4 separate regions of the Mus musculus genome follow, and all the other regions are linked to region 1. The links are chromatin contacts, called in public HiChIP or PLAC-seq and promoter capture Hi-C maps. All regions are on one chromosome and are shown on one strand. Each heading gives the region's core, a stretch centred on a gene start, on an enhancer-like site or on the middle of the called end of the contact. The rest is flanking DNA. Distances are from core to core; before and after follow the strand shown.

Region 1 (4,604 bases), core at 1,065-3,564:
ACCGTATCTTACAGTTTCCAGTTGAAGATCAAACACCCATCTCTACCCTACCTCCAATCTCAAAAATCCCCTCTGCACAAAAGGCTCCACCTTTCCAGGTCTGAAACCTCCCCTAGACCATACCTCCAACTGTGGGGTAAACATCCACACACATGAGCCTCTCGGGGACATTCTGTGTCCTTTCTGCTTGGTGAACAGAGGTCCTTTTATGCTTTGTTCAGGAACTTCTACCTGCAAGGTGAGGACGGACCTGTGGCCTACTGGGTTGGTGGAGACAAAATCCCCAGCCTGCCTTGGCAGTTTGGTTTTCCCCTTTACAGGACAATGTGCCGCCTATCTGAACTCACTGCTGTTGCTGCCCTCTGCTGTTTCTATTGAGAATTACAGGGTACTGGGTTCCTGGGGCTGCCGGGCTGGTAAAATGCCACGTTTGTGGTGGGGATCCCTGACGTGCATTCTGCTTAAGATTTGATTAAGCATCCTAGAATTCATTTTCGAGGCACCTTCACACCTCCGCCCTTCACTTTGACATGGACATACAACCCGCAGCAGCTTCTGGGTGCTGCTTGCAAATGCAACCACATAGAGCCCAGCCTTCCCACAACTGAATGTTAACAGTCAATTCTCAAACCGTTTTACTTTCTCCTTTTGTTTGTGCCCCATGACATGCCCAGACTGGAGTGGAGTCTCAAATATGCTATGACTTCCATTTCATACACACATGTCCAGGTTGTCATTTCCTGCCATTATGATTTAGTGAGTACTTTAAAAAGTGGCAATTGGCGTGGACCCAGGCCCTTTTGTATGCTATCTGAGGGTTTCTATTGCGGTGATGAAACAGCCTGACCAAAAAGCAAGTTGGGGAGGAAAGGGTTTATGAGGCTTACACTTCAACAGACCTGTTCATCACTGGAGGAAGTCAGGACAGGAACTCAAATAGGGTAGGAACCCAGAGGTAGGAGCTGGTGCGGAGGCCATGGAGGGATGCTGCTTACTGCCTTGCTCCCCATGACTTGCTCAGCCTGCTTTCTTACAGAACCCGGGGCCACCACAATAGGCTGGACCCTCCATCAATCACTAATTAAGAAAAAGCTGGGTCTCATGGAGGTGTCTTCTCATTTGAGGCTTCCTCCTTTCAGTCACTCTAGCTTGTGTCAGGTTGAGGTAAGATTAGCCAGCTCAGCATGTGACTTCACCACTAGCTGCACTCACTCACAGCCTTAAAAATCCCTAACTCTCCGGCCCAGGTACTGCTTTCTCTGCAGTAATTTCCCAACACTCATGGGGACAGCGCCTCACTGCGGCCGTGTTACCTCCTTGGCTTGTTACTGTGATAAAAATACTTGAAGAGACCTCGGGAGGAAGGGCTTACAATGTGAGTGAGCCAGATTGGCACTAACAATCCAAAAAACGAATCAGTAGTCCGTCCCAGACAGCTATATCTTCCTAATAGTTCCCTAATTCAGTCCTTGCTTCCAACTCAGTGCCACCTGGGGATGGACAAAGAACATGCTCTCCGTGACAAATCACACAGGATGCCCCAGTTCTGTCCAGCGGCTCGCAGCTTCCCCAAGCAAGCAGCCTTAACTGACTGCGCGCTTGGCATTCTAGGTCTGAGTAGCTGCCAAAAGGCAAATGGCAGCAACTGCCCCTTTGCACAGTAAACGATGAACAAATGGTTTTGCTTATCCCTCCTTGATCATTGGGGGACCAATAAGTTTTTGTTTTTAAGTTTTAAATATTTGTGTATAAAGGTTTTGTCTGCGTGCATGAGCACCATGCGCGTGCCCCGTACTGGCAGAAATCAGAAGGGGTAGTTTGGAATTCCTGCAACTGGAGTTATTGATGGTTGTGAATCACCACGTGAGTGCTGGGATTTGAACCCGGGTTCTGTACAAAAGCCGTAAGTGCTCTTAATTGTCGAGCTATCTCTCCTGCCCATCACTCAGTTTTTAATAGCTGAGGACTTAACTGATTTGCTTTCTCATGGTCACTTGGAACGTTTGGAAGAAGAAGTGCAGCCCAATCGATTAGCAAAGGCTCGTTTCCGATTTTCCACCGGGCGAGGTGGAAGAAACACCGCCTGAGGGATCCCGGTTTCCACGGGGCAGAAGAGTGCCCTAAGCAAGCACTCTGAACGAAGGGGAGACGATCACCAGGGTTTCGGGATCGAGGTGAGAGGGACAGACGTGGATACTCAAGGGCGCACAGACTCGGCCGCTACCACCTCTCAGGGCTTCAGCTTCACCCGGTTAACATCCACGTGTGGGTGGGACTCCCAGCAGATGTCCTCTGCGCACGCGCATCCGGGGCGACGTCACGTCCGGCGGCGGGAGTTAGAGGCGGAGAGGGCCGGGCCGGGTGTCTCATGGCATCGCTCCCCTCGCTCGCTCGGCCCTGACGCTTATGGTTCCGTCTGCCTGCCGGTAGCACAGCGTTGCCGGGCCGGTTCTCCGCCGCCTCCCGGATCTCTGAGTCTGAGCCGGGTGTGTTTGCTCTACTCGAGGTGAAGCGTGCATACCGGGAGAGCGGGGCCTGGGGCTTCACTGGGTTGTGGGCACCTTTCCCGCAGGTGGAGTCACCTGGGCAAGATTTGACAGCGCATCTTTCAGGGCGACTCCTGTGCCATCACAGTGCAGTCCCAGGAATGCTGTCGATAGACGACAGGGGCAGCGAATGCTTAAAAATACAAAAACCAAAAGAGCCCTCAAACTACAGATTGCATTTTAATCTTTGGGTTTTTTTTTTTTAACAGCTATGAAGAGGCCGTGGAACTCTTTAAAGGCAATTCTAAATTCTAAATAGCTTTTTTCAAAAATGAATTGCAATCTTCCCCATAACAGAAGCTGTTCAGATATCTAACTCCCAACAAGAAGTCCAAACTCCCCTGGTTATCTGGGGACGTCTCGGGGGCTTTTAGTAGCTGAGGACTTTATTCTTTGGAAGAATGTTTGCATCTTTAGTGCCTAGTCACTAAACCTAGTTTGATCTTTTCTTTTGGTTTACCATTAATATCACAAAGACTGTTCTGAAAGAATTATGTATTCTCTGAGATGATTTGAGTGCTCTTGCCAGATTTTTAGCCGTCTTCTGGTTATACTTTAATGCTTTTTCTCTGTTGGAGTTTTGTATTTTGATAATACAAAACTTGGTAGAATTGTGTTTATAGGAAGAAAAATAAGGGCAGGACTTAGGGCTTCCCTCCACCCCCTTCTAATTTCTCCAAATGCCTATTTTCGAGAGGACAGCTAAGCAAAACAAAACAAAAACCAAACCAAAACAAACAAACAAACAAAAAAGGAAATTAAGGTCACCTAGAATTTTACTAACTGAATAACTTGTTAATATTTTGGATGTCTCCTCTTATTTTAAAACATACCTATCTTGGACCAGAAGCCGTGGTCCACACCTTTTACCCCCCGCACCTAGGAGGCAGAGAGTTTGAGGCCAGCCTGGGCTACTTAGTGAGACCTTAGTTGTAAAACTGGAAGCAGAATTAGTACACACCACTGGTTAGCCCCATTTATATAACATATCCTGCCAGCTTTTCTAATTCATCTTATTTGTTCATTTGTATTTTGTTCATTCATGAGAACAAGGTATTTCATTGTGCCAGGGGTTCTTATAAGAAGGAACCCTAGAGGCCCCCTCTGTGCTACCTATTTTAGTAGCTTGGAGGGCAGCTGACCTATATCTTCATATCTATATCTTTGGCCAAGTTGCATTAGGAAGGTGGGATAGGGTTGTGTGGATCCAAAGATTTAATGCTCCTTGCTTAGGGCCAGGCAATTTATCATATTTGACTTATTGAAAAGGCCGAGAAAAATCACCTAATGTCCTTCCCAATTCTTCTTTCTTTGGTTTTAGGCTCACCTAAAAAAAATCCCTCCAAGGATGAAACATGACTGACGACTCTCAGAGGAACTTTCGATCAGTCTACTATGAGAAAGTCGGGTTTCGTGGTGTCGAAGAAAAGAAATCACTGGAAATCCTCCTGAAAGATGACCGTTTGGGTGAGTCTCAGCTGCATATGTTCATTAGTTCAAAGTTACCAGGTAAATATTTCTGCAAAAGACTCAAAGCAGTACTTATTACTTGGTGTGTGTGTGTGTGTGTGTGTGTGTGTGTGTGTGTAATCAGAGTGGTGTAGTTTAAGGAAAATTGAAGATTTTTCAGATTCATTGAGAGGCAGAAGGTTGTTATAAAGCTTCGTAAAAAGCAGACATTGCTTAGTGTGGTGGTGGAAAACATTTATCCTGGCAGTGTGGAAGCAGAGGCAGGGGGATCTTTGACTCCAAGGGCACCCTGGTCTTAATGAAGAGTTCTAGGGCAGCCAGGGGATAAATAATAAGGCACCTTCAATTCATTTAAAAATAAATTGATTCTATTTTTTTATTAAGCTTATATATTTCATCTCAATTTCTAGACATAGCACCGTGGTTTCTAGGTAAACTGTGCAAGACCCCTGGTTATGATTTTCTTTTGTGGAAGATAATCCTTCAGTACAGATTTATATTCGATTTGTCTTAAGCTAACAATAATAAAGTCCTTTTTTTTTTTACAGTAAAACAGAACCATAGTATAAAAACAAACTTAAGTGCTTC
Region 2 (4,309 bases), core at 1,544-4,043, 350 kb after region 1:
CTGACCCTTAGTTTCCATTGACAACTTGGTGTGTCACTTGGAATCATCCAGGAGACACATCTCTGGGCATGCCTGTGAGGATGTTTTCAGAGAGGTTTAGGTGAGGAGGGCGACCTCACCAGAAGGTGATGTGGAGGGTCACGTCTGCAATCCCAGCATTAGAGAGACTGAGGCAGGCAGACCAAGACTCTGCAGGACAGCTTGGGCCTCATGGTGAGTAGGAGGCCAGCTTACTATCCAGAGAAAGACCCTGTCTGAAGATAGAAAAGCATTTGAGAACAAGAGGAAGCTGAATTCCTCTGGGGTAACACTCAAAGAAATAGTACCTGGTTACTTCCCAGACAGAAGAACTTTGCGGTGACAACATGGCCTGGCAAAAAGGTTAATGAACAATGCAAAAACTTGAAGCCTCTGGCTACATGGCAGCAAACGGCTCATCTTCTTTCTCAGGTTTGAAGTGTAGTAGTTGAAATAACAGCCAGAGGCTTTTCTTACTGTGTAGCTTTATCACCTTGCTTTCTAATTGCACGTGTTTGCAGTTTTAGGGCCCCCGGGAAGTACTCACTGAAAGAAATTAGCAATTTGTAGGGGCTGTTAGAAGTGAACGCAGTTGTTCACATGCAATACCAAAGCCAGCCACGAGATGGCGGTAGAGCTTAAAAGGTGAGCGGGGTGTGGAGGCTTCTACAGGAATGTATCCCTTTGCCCTGTAGGCTACCACTCAGGCGAGCAAATTGGGTAGATATGTTATTGTTACCCGGAGGCATCTTCTCTTGTGCCTGTCAGGTGAAGGGTGCCACTGGTCTCAAGTAGATATAATTGGGGTTCTAGAATGTTCTTTGCCTTGAACGTCGGGACTGGTTTGGTGAGTCTGGAGGCTCATGGGAGTCCTCTAGCCATCTTCCTGGGAGGGGAGGCCCTGAGCTGTTTGGCCAGAGAGGGGAGTATCTGAGCAAGGATGGGAGAAAACACGTGGGCTTTGGCCAGCGTGAAGAGAAAGGCACGTAGGAATTGGCTGAAAACAGTAAGTGCCCAAACATGTGGCTCAAAAGTACAACAGGCTACATGAGAGGCCTGGGAAGGGGCCCCCAATACAACTTTTAAGTCCCCTCTTCTCCACGGAGCCATCTTGCATGCCTGGAACCCCCCTATAGACTAAGTGTTCACTTACAACGCATTTATTTTGCTGCCCGTGACCTTCTGGCCCCCTCTGCTGTGATTACCCCAGCTCATTTTTTGTGGAGATTCTGCAGATGTCCGGAGAGAGGATGAACTTCAAGCCCCATGAAAACAAAACCACAACCCTGTTACTTAGCACAGGCTGGCCTTGAACTGGAACTCCCCCCTGCCCTTGTCTCCAGGGTGCTGGGGCTGCAGACGTGCACTACCTCAGATAAAAGCATGCCGAGAGATGACAGCAGAGTCTGTGGCCATTGTTATCCCCCTACGCATCCTCCCTCTCCCTCCTCCTCTCTTCGTCCCTCCTCCGCCTCGCTCCGATTTTAGTTTCTCAGCCCACATTGCACTGTTTGTCTGTTATAAAACAGCCGCTGGAGCCACAGGGCCTTGTCTGGCTCAGCGAGGAGCTATGTACACCCCTTTCACCTCTCAAGGTCCTGGACTCTGCTTCTAGCTGAGTTTTAACTGCCTGACATTCCAGTTCCCTGCAGCCAAGCATGGTACTAAAGTATGAAATGCAAAGTTCTAGAAAGGGTGCTTAAGCTTTAAATAACTTCCGGTTTCGCTGAACAATCATGTGACCTGTAAAATGGATGACACTCCTCACGTTATTCACCCCCACCCCTCGCCCACATGTTCCATGTGCTGTTAGAGCAGCTGAGAGTCCTGAGCCTGGCAAATGGCTTGTTCAGGCAGGGTGAGTGAAAGGTTAGACAAGAATATGTCAAAAGAGCCCCCTTTTTCCATTCTCCAGTTGATGGACGTCTATGCTGTTTCCAATTTCCGGCTTTGAAGAAGGGAACTACAATGAATATGGATGACCAAGTGCAAAACACATCTTTTTAAAGGTTCCCTTGAAAAGCAGGTAAAACAAGGACGTAGCTGCCTGATTTAGAAAAATTCTTCTCGAGCTTTTATTTCAAGGAATGAAGATAGGGTTTCTATCGGCCATCAAGAAATAGTATTGGAAGGTGGGGGGTGGGGTGAATGGGGTCGTCGCTTACTCTGCAAGCGTGTGTGTGTGTGTGTGTGTGTGTGTGTGTGTGTGTGTGTGTGTGTATGCAGGTTCAGATACTCAGCACCTTCGCTAAACACCAGCTCAGTCACACAGGTCTGCAACGCCAACTCTGGGGCACAGAGACAGGAGGATGCCAGTCTAGCTGAAGCAGTGAGCGCCAGGTTCAGTGAACAAGCCGGTTGAAGCATAAGGCAAAGAGAGGTAGAGGAAGACACTGTGAGGTTGACCTCTCGTCTCTCTGCGGGCAGGCATACGTGAGCATGCACATGTACACATGTACTCACCCCTCCCCTGCTACACATAAGAAAAAAAAGAACTGAGCCTCAGTGTGGGCCATACATCACTATCAGCAGTTGGGCTGCAGCAGCAGATAGGCAGTCCCATCAGGCCTTCGTGAGGGAGTGGGAGGTGGGGGGCAGGTAGTGGATAATACACAAGTTACAGTCGGGAACGGGAGTGAGCTCTGGCTTTTCTGGCTGCACAGATAGGGAGAGGTGACCCGATCGTCATTTGCAGGGACGATTGGCTGTGATTAACAATAGGGCACTGTGTATTTCAAAACTGCTGCCAAGAGAACTCTGGATGTTCTCAGCACAAACAAATGCCTCGTGTGAGGAGCTGAATGCTCCCACGACCCTGGCATGACAGTCACAGTGTGTCTGTGTACCACTGCCGCAGATGGCAGCCTGCAAGTACAGGCCAACCCAAACTAAATGAAAACAAATAAACCCCAGAACATGGAATAGCCAAGAGGTTACGGGGTGTGGGGAGAGGGTATTAAAGACAACTAAAGGGGGTTGAAGGACTGAAAGTATGGCGGGTAGTTTTAATTTTCAAAGCCAGTGATTTACATATGCCTCATTTTGAAGGTGAGGTCTTACAGATTTCTGAAGTGGAGTGGAGGTGTTAGCTCGATAGTTCTCTCTCTTTCTCCCTCTGGGGGAAGATCGCCCTAGTCAGTGAAGGAAGGCCTCTAACAGGGAATAAGTTTGTCCTGGGGATGAGGAAGTAATGAGAAGGGAGGTTGGCGAGAGGCAAGAAATTGCACGAATCAAGTTATAGGTCAAGTATGACCCCGTGCATGAAGGCAAGGGCTGGGGTTTTTCCTCTTTTTCTTTTTCTCTTTCTCTTTCTCTTTCTCTTTCTCTTTCTCTTTCTCTTTCTCATTCTCTTTCTCTTTCTCTTTCTCTTTCTTTCTCTTTCTTTCTCTTTCTCTTTCTCCTTCTCCTTCTCCTTCTCCTTCTCCTTCTCCTTCTCCTCTTTCTCTTTCTCTTTCTCTTTCTCTTTCTCTTTCTCTTTCTCTTTCTCTTTCTTTCTTTCTTTTTTTTTTTTTTTTTTTCCGAGACAGGGTTTCTCTGTATAGCCCTGGCTGTTCTGGAACTCACTTTGTAGACCAGGCTGACTTCGAACTCAGAAATCCACCTGTCTCTGCCTCCCAAGTGCTGGGATTAAAGTGGAGAAAGAGGAACGCTCCTCCATTGTTGGTGGGATTGCAAGCTTGTACAACCACTCTGGAAATCAGTCTGGCGGTTCCTCAGAAAATTGGACATAGTACTACCGAAAGATCCAGCAATACCTCTTCTGGGCATATATCCAGAAGATGCCCCAACCGGTAAGAAGGACAAATGCTCCACTATGTTCATAGCAGCCTTATTTATAATAGCCAGAAGCTGGAAAGAACCCAGATACCCCTCAACAGAGGAATGGATACAGAAAATGTGGTACATTTACACAATGGAGTACTACTCAGCTATTAAAAAGAATGAATTTATGAAATTCCTAGCCAAATGGATGGACCTGGAGGGCATAATCCTGAGTGAGGTAACCCAATCACAAAGGAACTCTCACAATATGTACTCACTGATAAGTGGATATTAGCCCAGAAACTTAGGATACCCAAGATATAAGATACAATTTGCTAAACACATTAAACTCAAGAGAACAAAGACCAAAGTGTGGACACTTTGCCCCTTCTTAGAATAGGAAACAAAACACCCATGGAAGGAATTACAGAGACAAAATTTGGAAGTGTGACGAAAGGATGGACCATCTAGTGATTGCTGTATCCAGAGATCCATCCCATGATCAGCTTCCAAACGTTGACACCATTGC
Region 3 (4,553 bases), core at 1,772-4,271, 440 kb before region 1:
GGTCTCAGGGTTGCCTTCTCTCCAGCCACATATTGAAGCCTAAGTGTCTGAGTAATGAAGTCATTAAGAACCGATCGTCCTTCAGCAATGTGATTTTATAAATGCTACCACACATTGCACTGGATGCAATTGTGCTATCACAGTGCAACCAGAAATTGCAAGAGAATGATGGTCCAGAAACAGGAAAGGGAGGGAGGCTAAGTGGCTTTAGACTGCCAGGCAGGATTTAAGGTTACAGACAACTGACACTCAACAGCACGACAGTAACAACAATTTAAAGTTAAAATTCCTTGGCTTGCTTTGGTGTCTTTGAATATATTTGATACACATGAAGAACAGAAATCCCAGGTGGGCCAACCATACCATCATTTACCTGACTGTGTTTTACAACTTAGACCAAAAACTAAGGCCAGTTTTTCTTTGTAAAATTCAGACTTTTAAACCAGGATCTGCAATAAAATAACAGGCACCCTTGAGAATCTTGAAGAGATGTGACCAATCTTTCACACCTAAGGGCATACTTGCTTCCCCCAAGTGGCTGATCTGAGTCAAGTTCCAAGTCCCTAAGGTATGTTTTTTGCATTTCCTACTACAATAGTACAGCTGTCCCCTTACCCATGGTGGCTTTAGCCCTGGTGGTAACTCAAGAGTCCAGGAAGCCAGTGATATATGTAATAGTGAGACCACGTTTCTGTAAGCCACCTAATACAGTTAAGCAGTCAGTGCATTCAATCTGTAGCTGTTTATTTCTGTTTACTTGTTTTATTTTGGAAGGAAGAAAAAGAAAATGGTGCTGTTTGAAGACGCCAAACTATTGAATCTTGTACCTGCAAACAGGAGCCCTTATCTTGCCATCGTAACACTAAGCAGCTCTATGCTTCAACACTCTAATTGTGAGCCACAACTGCCCAGGCTAGAATTCCCAGTGTGGGTTTCATATAGCTACACGTACAGAGTCCTTGTACTTGAATGTTAGGATTGCTGACAAAGAGCTAAATAAAGCTGCACTCCTGGTACCTTAGAAAGAACTCAAATTGTATTTTTAGTACCAAGCAACTACATTCTGTGACTATGTAATGCGCCTTCGGTTTTTTGATGGTCTGACTGCCTCTCGGGCTGAAATGAGAAAAAGCTGATGATTCTCCTCCTCTGCTTCTCTTCTCCACCCCGCTCTACTTCATTCGAATCAGGCTAGTGTTTCATTGCCTTCATCAAGGAGTATTTAGTACAGCATCTGTGAGCCGCGCAGCAGGTAAAAACTCGGTTTCAAAACAACTGTGGAAATAATCTGAAAATTACTGCAGTGTAAATCCTTTAGTTTCCAATACAGGCTTATAATGAAGTGGCATTACTCAAAATTGTTGGCACATGAGAACAAGCTTAGGAACCCAGCAATCAGCAAGCTAACAGGTGTTGGAATCCCAAGGGGGTTGGGGGATATTAAATAATCACTCTGGGATGGCACCTCCTGTAGCTACAATACCCAGAATTCTAATCAAGTTAACCACAACTCAAAATAATCAGTATTACTGTTTCATTAACTATAATATGAGCTAACAAAAACAAAATAGAGTTCCTTTCATTCCATAAAACGTTCTCTAACCTACTTAAACATGATTTTTCTAAGTTGAGTTATACAACTTAATCAGGCGGGTAATTTTCCAGTTATCAACACAGCATCTGTCCCCAATTAATAAAATAACATCTGCACATGTATAATATCCTTAACTGATCACCTGTAACCCGGAAAAGCATGTTTTCTTTCTCTCATAATAGTACATATCATTTCTAGTGCTCTCCCCCCCCAAAAAAGTCTTCACTATCACATTTAAAAATTTTGTGTGTGTGTGTGTGTCTGCAACAAACTATCACGAAATGATCTGCTGGCTTGTGGCCACTGAAAGGGACTGGTACCCACAACTTAAGCAGTTTCCTATCAGGTATCCCAATGCCCTTGGCAACTGCATCTCAGTCCTTGCCAGCACACATAAACACTGATGCAAACACTGCCTGGACACCTGCCTCCGAGGATGCTTTGGATGGCTCCCTTGCATAAAAACACAAGGCATTTTCCACTTGCCTAGAGCGTGAACACAATATCTTCCCAAAACAATAGCAACGATGTCTGTGCCAAGTATCTCCCCAACAAGGTACTGGTCCAGCTAACAGCTCTAGAAAGGCTAGAAACGAGCCCGAGCACTCTTTCCCACCATGCAGTTCCAGATTCAGATCCAAAACCCAGAGGAACTCCAGATACCACTTCTAAATGCGTGGACCACAAGCGTCAGAAGGAGCTGACTTTTCAAAGATTTGTGTTAAATTTAAAAAAGAAGAAGAAGAAAGAAAGAAAGAAAAAGAAAGAAAGAAACCTCTCATTTGCTCCTTGCACCTCCTATCCTATTCTGTAAGGAATTAACCATGAAACACAAAAGTCCTGGGGTAATTTTGTTTCCTTCTTTTCCTCCTAAAGGCGAAGGAGAGAGGTGGAAGGAAAAAGAGACACCTGGCAGGTGGGTATGGCTCGGCCCGCCCCTCAACTTGGTCGGGACAGATCAGGCGGTGTCGAGGGCTCTGCGCCCGGAGCGCGGCCCGAAGTTTGCTACGGGTGCTGGGCTCCCGGGGCTCCGGGAGGCCGTGACGGTGGGTGGCATCAGGGTAGCCCCGCAGGGCATCCGGTGCACACCCCGCAGCGGCTGGACCCCGCGCTCGGGGGACCCTTCCTGGGCCGCGCGGACTGGCGCGCGCCTTACCTGACCAGCGGCGGGGGCCGTGGGAGGACGGACTGGAGGATCGATGGGAGGATCGAGAGCCACTCCGGCGGCGGCGCCAGGGATTGAGGGAGGCGCGGCGGAGGAGGAGCTCGGGAGCCGCGGGCGGGCGGGCCGCTTTGTCTCTACGGCGCACAGCCGACCCTACGTCACCATGGCAACCGCCACTGCCGGGGCCGGCCGAGAGCCTGAACCCCTAAGGCACCACGGTCCGGGACCCCGCCAGCCCTGAGACCCACGCCCTTCTTCTCAGCAGTTGGGTAGTGTGGAGGAGACAAGGACCCCACCCCCAAACACCCGGAGCCACTGCCAGTGTAGACACTCCCGAGTCTCAGAGTCCCTTGCCAGAGACAGGAAGGCTCCAGAGAGCCCTAAGCCCAGAGCCAAATCTTATTGCAGTGCAGGCTCTGCTTTGCTTTCTTACTCTGGACATTCCAAAGCTCTAAGGTCCCCGTCACCACCACATCTTTCTTTTATGAAGCTCTGCCCTCGAAACGGAAATTCACTTAAGGGAGAAGAAAGGACAGTACAAAGTGATAAACTATCACTTTGAGCAACTGGTACTCCGTGCTCCTGTTGCGGCTGCTGCATCAGACACCACCACCACCACCACCACCACAATCACCACCAACCAACCGCAACCTTTGCCTCTGCTGCATTTCTGGTCTCCCACAATCAAGCCAAGCACCTGCCTTGCCAGGGGCTCCCGTGGGAGGGAAAGGGAGCCTTGACTTCTGATGATAAATACGAGATGTTAAACCGCAACTTTTACACACAGGCTTCAGTGTGAATGTGAAACACTGCCACACTGCTTAGGGACGGATTACAACTGCTAAGCATCCACCATGGGCACCAAGTGACAGAGCCACCGTCTAGCTGCATACTGCCGACCTTGACCCTTAGGAAAGCAACTAGGCTCCCTTGGGAGTCTAGATAGCCTCTCCTGAGGAAATTTTTGGAGAAAGAGGGAAAAGTACCAGCAGGCCTTGGGTCATGCTTTTTTTTTTAAAGGACAGAGCTAGAGGGCAGCTCCCCTGGGTGAGTCACTCCTCTATACTATGTTTTCTTGAAAGTTCAGTGACTAAATCCAAATTCTACAGTGTCTTCCTTTGGACCTCAAGAGCAGGCCATGGACTGTCCTGGCATTTGTGAATCACCAAAGAAGTCCCATTAACATGCTAACTAACCCCCTGGAGAGCTATTGTTTTCTGGGCTTTCAAGCTGTCTGAGAAGGACACACCGAAACAACAGCATTACTGAAAAACAAAACAAACAAACAAACAAAGACGTTACCGATAGAGGAGGCTCCATGTATTAACTTATAAAAATAGAAGGTCCATTTTATGTACTAAAATGAAAGCATTTCACTCCTAAGGAAGGTTGCCTACTTTTTTTTTTTTAAATAAAAAGATCAGTAGGTGGGGGAGGGGGGGTGCACGCCTTTAATCCCAGTACTTTGGAGGCAGAGGCAGGCAGATTTCTGAGTTCCAGGCCAGCCTGGTCTACAGAGTGAGTTCCAGGACAGCCAGGGCTATACAGAGAAACTCTGTCTGGAAAAACCAAATAAATAAATAAATAAATAAATAAATAAATAAATAAATAAATAAAAGATCAGTGCTTCCAGATGAAGTCAAGAGAACGAAATCTTTCTGTCACGCCATTAAGTCATTTGAAGATATGTATCAAAACTCAAAGTGCATGTATGTTTCTCCCAGCTATCTGAATCTAAGAAATGTTACACAGAAACCCATGAATAGATAATGAGAGCTATGCAAGAGTGCAACA
Region 4 (4,319 bases), core at 673-3,172, 330 kb before region 1:
CATATGTACACATGCATACATACACACATGCACATATATACATGAACACATATACATACATACCCATACATGCACACAGAGCACTCTGAGATTTTTCTGGTTTGGTTTTGTTCTAATTTTCTGTGCTGGGAGTTTCCTTGTTCTAGTTGATTGTCAGCCGCTGTAATAAAATACCATGGCCAAAAGCAACCTGGGGAGGAAAGGGCTTCTTTCCTCTTAAAGCTTACAGTTTGTCATGGAGGAAAGTCAGGCACTCAAGCAGGAACCTGGAGGCAGACACTGAATCAGAGGCTGTTGGGGGCAGGGTGGTGTGGTGGTGGTATGGTGTTTAATGCTGCATTCTGGTTTGCTCAGCCTGCTTTTTTATAGAATCCAGGACCAGCTGCCCAGGGGTGGGATCCTCAATAGTGGGCTGGACCCGCCCATGGCAATCATTATTCAAGAAACTACCCCATAGGCATGCTCACAGAATGCTTGCAGGCCAGTCTGATGGAGGCATGCTCATAGAATGCTTGTAGGCCAGTCTGATGGAGGCGTTCTCAAGTGACCCTAGCTTGTGTTGAGTTGACAAAAGTGAGCCAGCACAGACTATGCTAGAAAAGTATGATACTTTGGGTATACCTGTAGCCTTTATCTGTGTTATGAGACCTATCACCTTCCACTTAAACACCTCTTTTCTTTTTCTTTTTGCAGTACTTATGATCACAATATGTGAGAGAAGAAAGAAAGATCTATTGATTGGCTCACAGGTTCGGAGAGTTCTGTCCATGGTCTTGCGCTCCTGATACTGGGCCGTGGCCACAGTAATGTGTGCAGGAGTCTGTTCAGCTCCTGGTGACAGAAAGCTGAGAGGGGGGTGGGGGGAGTGGGAGGGAGAAGCCAAGACACTGAGGCCACCTCACCACTAGGACACACCCCCTAGTGACTGACTTCCCTCAGTAACCCACTACTTCAACCTTGGCCCTATTGTCCAAAGCTTATTTTAATCATTGTATTTTTAAATTTTTTAAATGACAAAATTCCTTTTAGTGTGTATGCACGCGTGGTGAGTGGACAGGATATGTGTGTGGTGGGTGTCGGGGTGGGTAGATACATCTTTGTAGGAAGTTAGAGGACCCCTTACAGGTAGTTCTCTCCTTCCATCCTGTGAAACTGGAGGTTCAACCTCAGGTTACCAGGCTTGGCAACAAGCCCCTCCACCAGAGGTGCTCTCTCCCAGGCCCACACAGCCCAAATCTCAATCTATCCCCCCAAAAATAGCATCAGCATCAGGGAGCCAAGCAATCAACACCTGAGCCGATGGGGAAAAGTTGACACTCAAACCATGACTCCGCCTTTTCTGTATTTCTCTGACAATCTCGGATGGTTCTTGAGGGTCCGTCATGATTTTTCTCCTTTGTCTCCACCCAACGTGATGTGTGTCAGTACACTCCTTCCTCAAAACAAACAAACGAACAACAACAACAATCCAGGCAACTGTGTGCGAATGCTACCTGAAAGAAAAAATGACCAAGTAAGGCAGCAACTAACGTTTAGACCTTAAAAATTGCAACGCAGAGCTAAACAGGAGGCAAAGAAAAATCCAGGATGCATGTTTTTAATGTGCCTGAAGACATTTATGTTTCAGCAAGAACCGCATAGCAAAACCATATTATGAGAAATGAATCGCCTAATTTTGCTCCTCCCAAGAGACAGGCGCCGATGCTAATTATTACCAAATGACCAGTGTGACTGGGTTTCCATCTCTTTTGGTCTTTCTCCTAAGCCTGGCTCAGGGAGGCGAGTCTCAGAATAGGCCAAGTGAAGGATTCTGAATAAAACACTGCGAATTAAGTCCACGAAGGTGATAGCCATGGCGACAGGGTGAGCGTCCTCCAGAAGGAAGCGGTTGCCCAGGGAAGGGGGGAGGGGGGAGTGGCGGAGTGTGGTTTGAAACAATGGTAATCCGATGAAGAGGCAGCGGCCAGCAGCGGCAGATCCGATCGAACAGTGGCAGCAAGGAGGCCTGAGTTTTGTGAGCCTTGCCTCTCCCTGCCCTCACCACAGCTGGGTCTTGTCATCCGCAGTCCCCCCCTTCCCCATAACACTAAAGAAGTCTCTCTAGGTGAAGCCTCGCAGCTGGTGATACCAGAGCAGACTCGCCTGCCTCGCCTCGCTAACCCGGCTCTCTGGGGAGTCACATTCCTGTGTCTAGCATTAGGCTAGATTACCTCTTGTCTTTGTATCGGTTCCCTTTGTAGCTTTCCAAAAGGAAGACTGTGATTATAATTATTATTTACCAAATCAGTTCGCTCCCGGGTGGTGGAAGAAAGGACGTTTCTCCTACCACCCTCTTAAATCCATTTGCCTTGTTTATATGAGGACAATCTTGCTATGGAGACCAGGCTGCTCTTGAATTTGCAGTCTTCCTGCTTTAGCCTTCTACGTGCTGGGACTACAGGTAAACCTCACCATGCTAGGCTCAAATTCGTTTATCTTGGCATATATTGTAATATTTATGCGGGGGCAGTACTCCCTTGAGTCAAGACCTTATCCATTAAAGTTATTAAACACGTCAACGGTGCTTCTCCTGTGCCGGGCGTGGTCTCTCTCCTGACCTGTGTACAACTCATTTAATTAGGGCAGAAACTCTGCATGCAGAAGAGGAGTCAAGAGACACATGGTTGGGAATGGTGTCCTCAACTGCACAGAGTTCTCTTGTTTGTGTGTGTGTGTGTGTGTGTGTGTGTGTGTGTGTGTGTGTGTGAGAGAGAGAGAGAGAGAGAGAGAGAGAGAGGGAGAGAGAGAGAGAGAGAGAGAGAGAGTGTGTGTGTGTGTGTGTGTGTGAGAGAGAGAGAGAGAGAGAGAGAGGGAGAGAGAGAGAGAGAGAGAGGGAGAGAGAGGTATGTTTGTGGGTGTGGCACACCATATGCCACAATACACAAAGTTTGGAGGTCAGAGCTGATCCTCAAGTGCTAGAGGCTAGATGGCCTATGAACTTCCGGATAGGAGCCCAAAGATTACAGATAAATTCACTACTCTACTGTATATAGCTTTTAAATTTTGCCTGTGGGAATTCAAACTCACACCATCAAACTTCTACAGCAAGAATGTTGCCCACTGAGCCATCTCCCCAGTCCTAGATTAATAAAATTTCAGCCATAAGTGTTGATCCTGCCTATAACTGCCTAACATACCCATTATACAGATGGAGGGATTGAGGCAAGAAAGGAGTCAGAGAAACTCTCTTTGCTAAGGGTTTGATCAATATTTTAATAACTATATAGTAAGAGTCAAAGTTTGATTTTTCAAAAATGAAACCTAATTAATTCAGCTTAGTTGCAAGGGTAGGTGTTTCAAGAGGGGGCTAGACTTTATATCACCTTTAAAAGTGTATGAATTATCAAATTATTTCTAGGAAAATTCATTCTAGCACATTAAACTAGATTCCAATTAGTTAAGTACTTCCAGATTGACTCTGAAGAGGCACTGTCATGTTCTTAATAAATGTTGATGTCTCACTTAGAATCGGGAACAATCGTGTATTAAAATCCTTAAAAGTGAAAAGGGAGCTGGCTTTGTTTAGGTTGTCAAGTACGCTCCTTTACAAGTCGTCTTAGTCGGAGTTCTAGTGCTGTGAAGAGACGCTATAACCGCAGACAACCCCAGCAGCTTTTAATTAGGGTTTACAGTTCAGAGATTTAGTCCATTGTCATCACGCTGGGAAGCATGGCGGCACACATAGTGCTGGACAGGAAGCTGAGAGGTTTACATCGGATTGGCAGGCAGCGGGAAGAGAGAGAGAGGACACTGAGCCTAGCTTGGGCTTCTGAAATCCCAAAGCCCAACCCCAGTGACACATTTCCTCCAACAAAGCCACACCCACCTCAACAAGGCCACACCCAATACCACTCCCTAAGCATTCAAATACTTCAATCTATGGGAGCCATTCTTGTTTTTGTGGGTTTTTCCCCCCCAAGACAGGGTTTCTCTGTGTAGCCCTGGCTATCCTGGAACTCACTCTGTAGACCAAGCTGGCCTCAAATTCAGAAATTCACCTGCCTCTGCCTCCCAAGTGCTAGGATCAAAGGCGTGTGCCACCACGCCCGCGCCGGCTATGGGAGCCATTCTTAATGATCACCACAACAGGCCTATTGGGCTAGTTTGGCAATTTGTTTGCTAAATGGTTTCTTCTTAAATTAATCAAAGATGTTATCACATTACAAATGATTGTAAAACAATTTAGAGTCGAGTTCAACTCACCAAGATTTTATTGTCCTATAAAAGGCAAAATCAGGAAAATTTTCCAAAGGAGTTGCCAGAGGAAAATCATGGCAAGA

The links. Promoter capture Hi-C pulls out the DNA fragments that hold promoters and counts their contacts. HiChIP or PLAC-seq counts read pairs in DNA pulled down with a chosen protein or histone mark.
Region 2: a contact with region 1 is called in a promoter capture Hi-C map of hippocampal neurons, with 2.3 times the contacts expected there. The contact joins the enhancer-like site here to the promoter of Tbc1d7 in region 1. A contact is called at or near these places in 1 of 39 promoter capture datasets (hippocampal neurons), 5 of 484 Hi-C or Micro-C datasets (the P5424 cell line, neural progenitor cells, pancreatic cancer cells and 1 more) and 2 of 115 datasets of contacts at active chromatin or transcription factors (the NIH/3T3 cell line and craniofacial prominence).
Region 3: a contact with region 1 is called in a promoter capture Hi-C map of pre-B cells, with 3 times the contacts expected there. The contact joins the promoter of Rnf182 here to the promoter of Tbc1d7 in region 1. A contact is called at or near these places in 11 of 39 promoter capture datasets (the 3T3-L1 cell line, the HPC-7 cell line, cranial neural crest and 7 more), 2 of 115 datasets of contacts at active chromatin or transcription factors (large pre-B cells and pro-B cells) and 2 of 9 other capture datasets (adipose tissue and liver).
Region 4: an H3K4me3 HiChIP or PLAC-seq map of craniofacial prominence shows a contact between it and region 1, with 3 times the contacts expected there. The contact joins the enhancer-like site here to the promoter of Tbc1d7 in region 1. A contact is called at or near these places in 4 of 39 promoter capture datasets (the 3T3-L1 cell line, embryonic stem cells, liver and 1 more), 2 of 484 Hi-C or Micro-C datasets (embryonic stem cells and nephron progenitors), 12 of 115 datasets of contacts at active chromatin or transcription factors (the 230-238 cell line, bone marrow-derived macrophages, craniofacial prominence and 7 more) and 1 of 9 other capture datasets (liver).

Annotation. Positions count from the first base shown.
Region 1 is chr13:43,169,211-43,173,814 of GRCm38.p6, reverse strand. It overlaps Tbc1d7 (TBC1 domain family, member 7), which reads left to right and starts at 2,314. Exons shown (of 8, transcript NM_001252639.1): 1 at 2,314-2,506; 2 at 3,868-4,013. The coding sequence starts at 3,902. Gm40929 (a long non-coding RNA gene) reads right to left here and starts at 1,993. Exons shown (of 4, transcript XR_873309.3): 1 at 1,973-1,993; 2 at 124-231.
Region 2 is chr13:42,819,110-42,823,418 of GRCm38.p6, reverse strand. All of the region lies in intron 3 of Phactr1 (phosphatase and actin regulator 1), which reads right to left. Among named protein-coding and RNA genes, the nearest start is that of Phactr1, 140 kb to the right of the region's middle. Within about 2 kb of position 2,793, at least 54 of the 459 cell types and tissues checked have an H3K27ac peak or open chromatin away from gene starts, as enhancers often do. A contact at or near this core is called in hippocampal neurons and neural progenitor cells, where this site is marked.
Region 3 is chr13:43,614,265-43,618,817 of GRCm38.p6, reverse strand. Rnf182 (ring finger protein 182) reads right to left here and starts at 3,021. Exons shown (of 2, transcript NM_183204.4): 1 at 2,751-3,021.
Region 4 is chr13:43,501,309-43,505,627 of GRCm38.p6, reverse strand. No RefSeq gene overlaps it. Among named protein-coding and RNA genes, the nearest start is that of Gm32939, 13 kb to the left of the region's middle. Within about 2 kb of position 1,922, at least 118 of the 459 cell types and tissues checked have an H3K27ac peak or open chromatin away from gene starts, as enhancers often do. A contact at or near this core is called in the 230-238 cell line, craniofacial prominence and nephron progenitors, where this site is marked.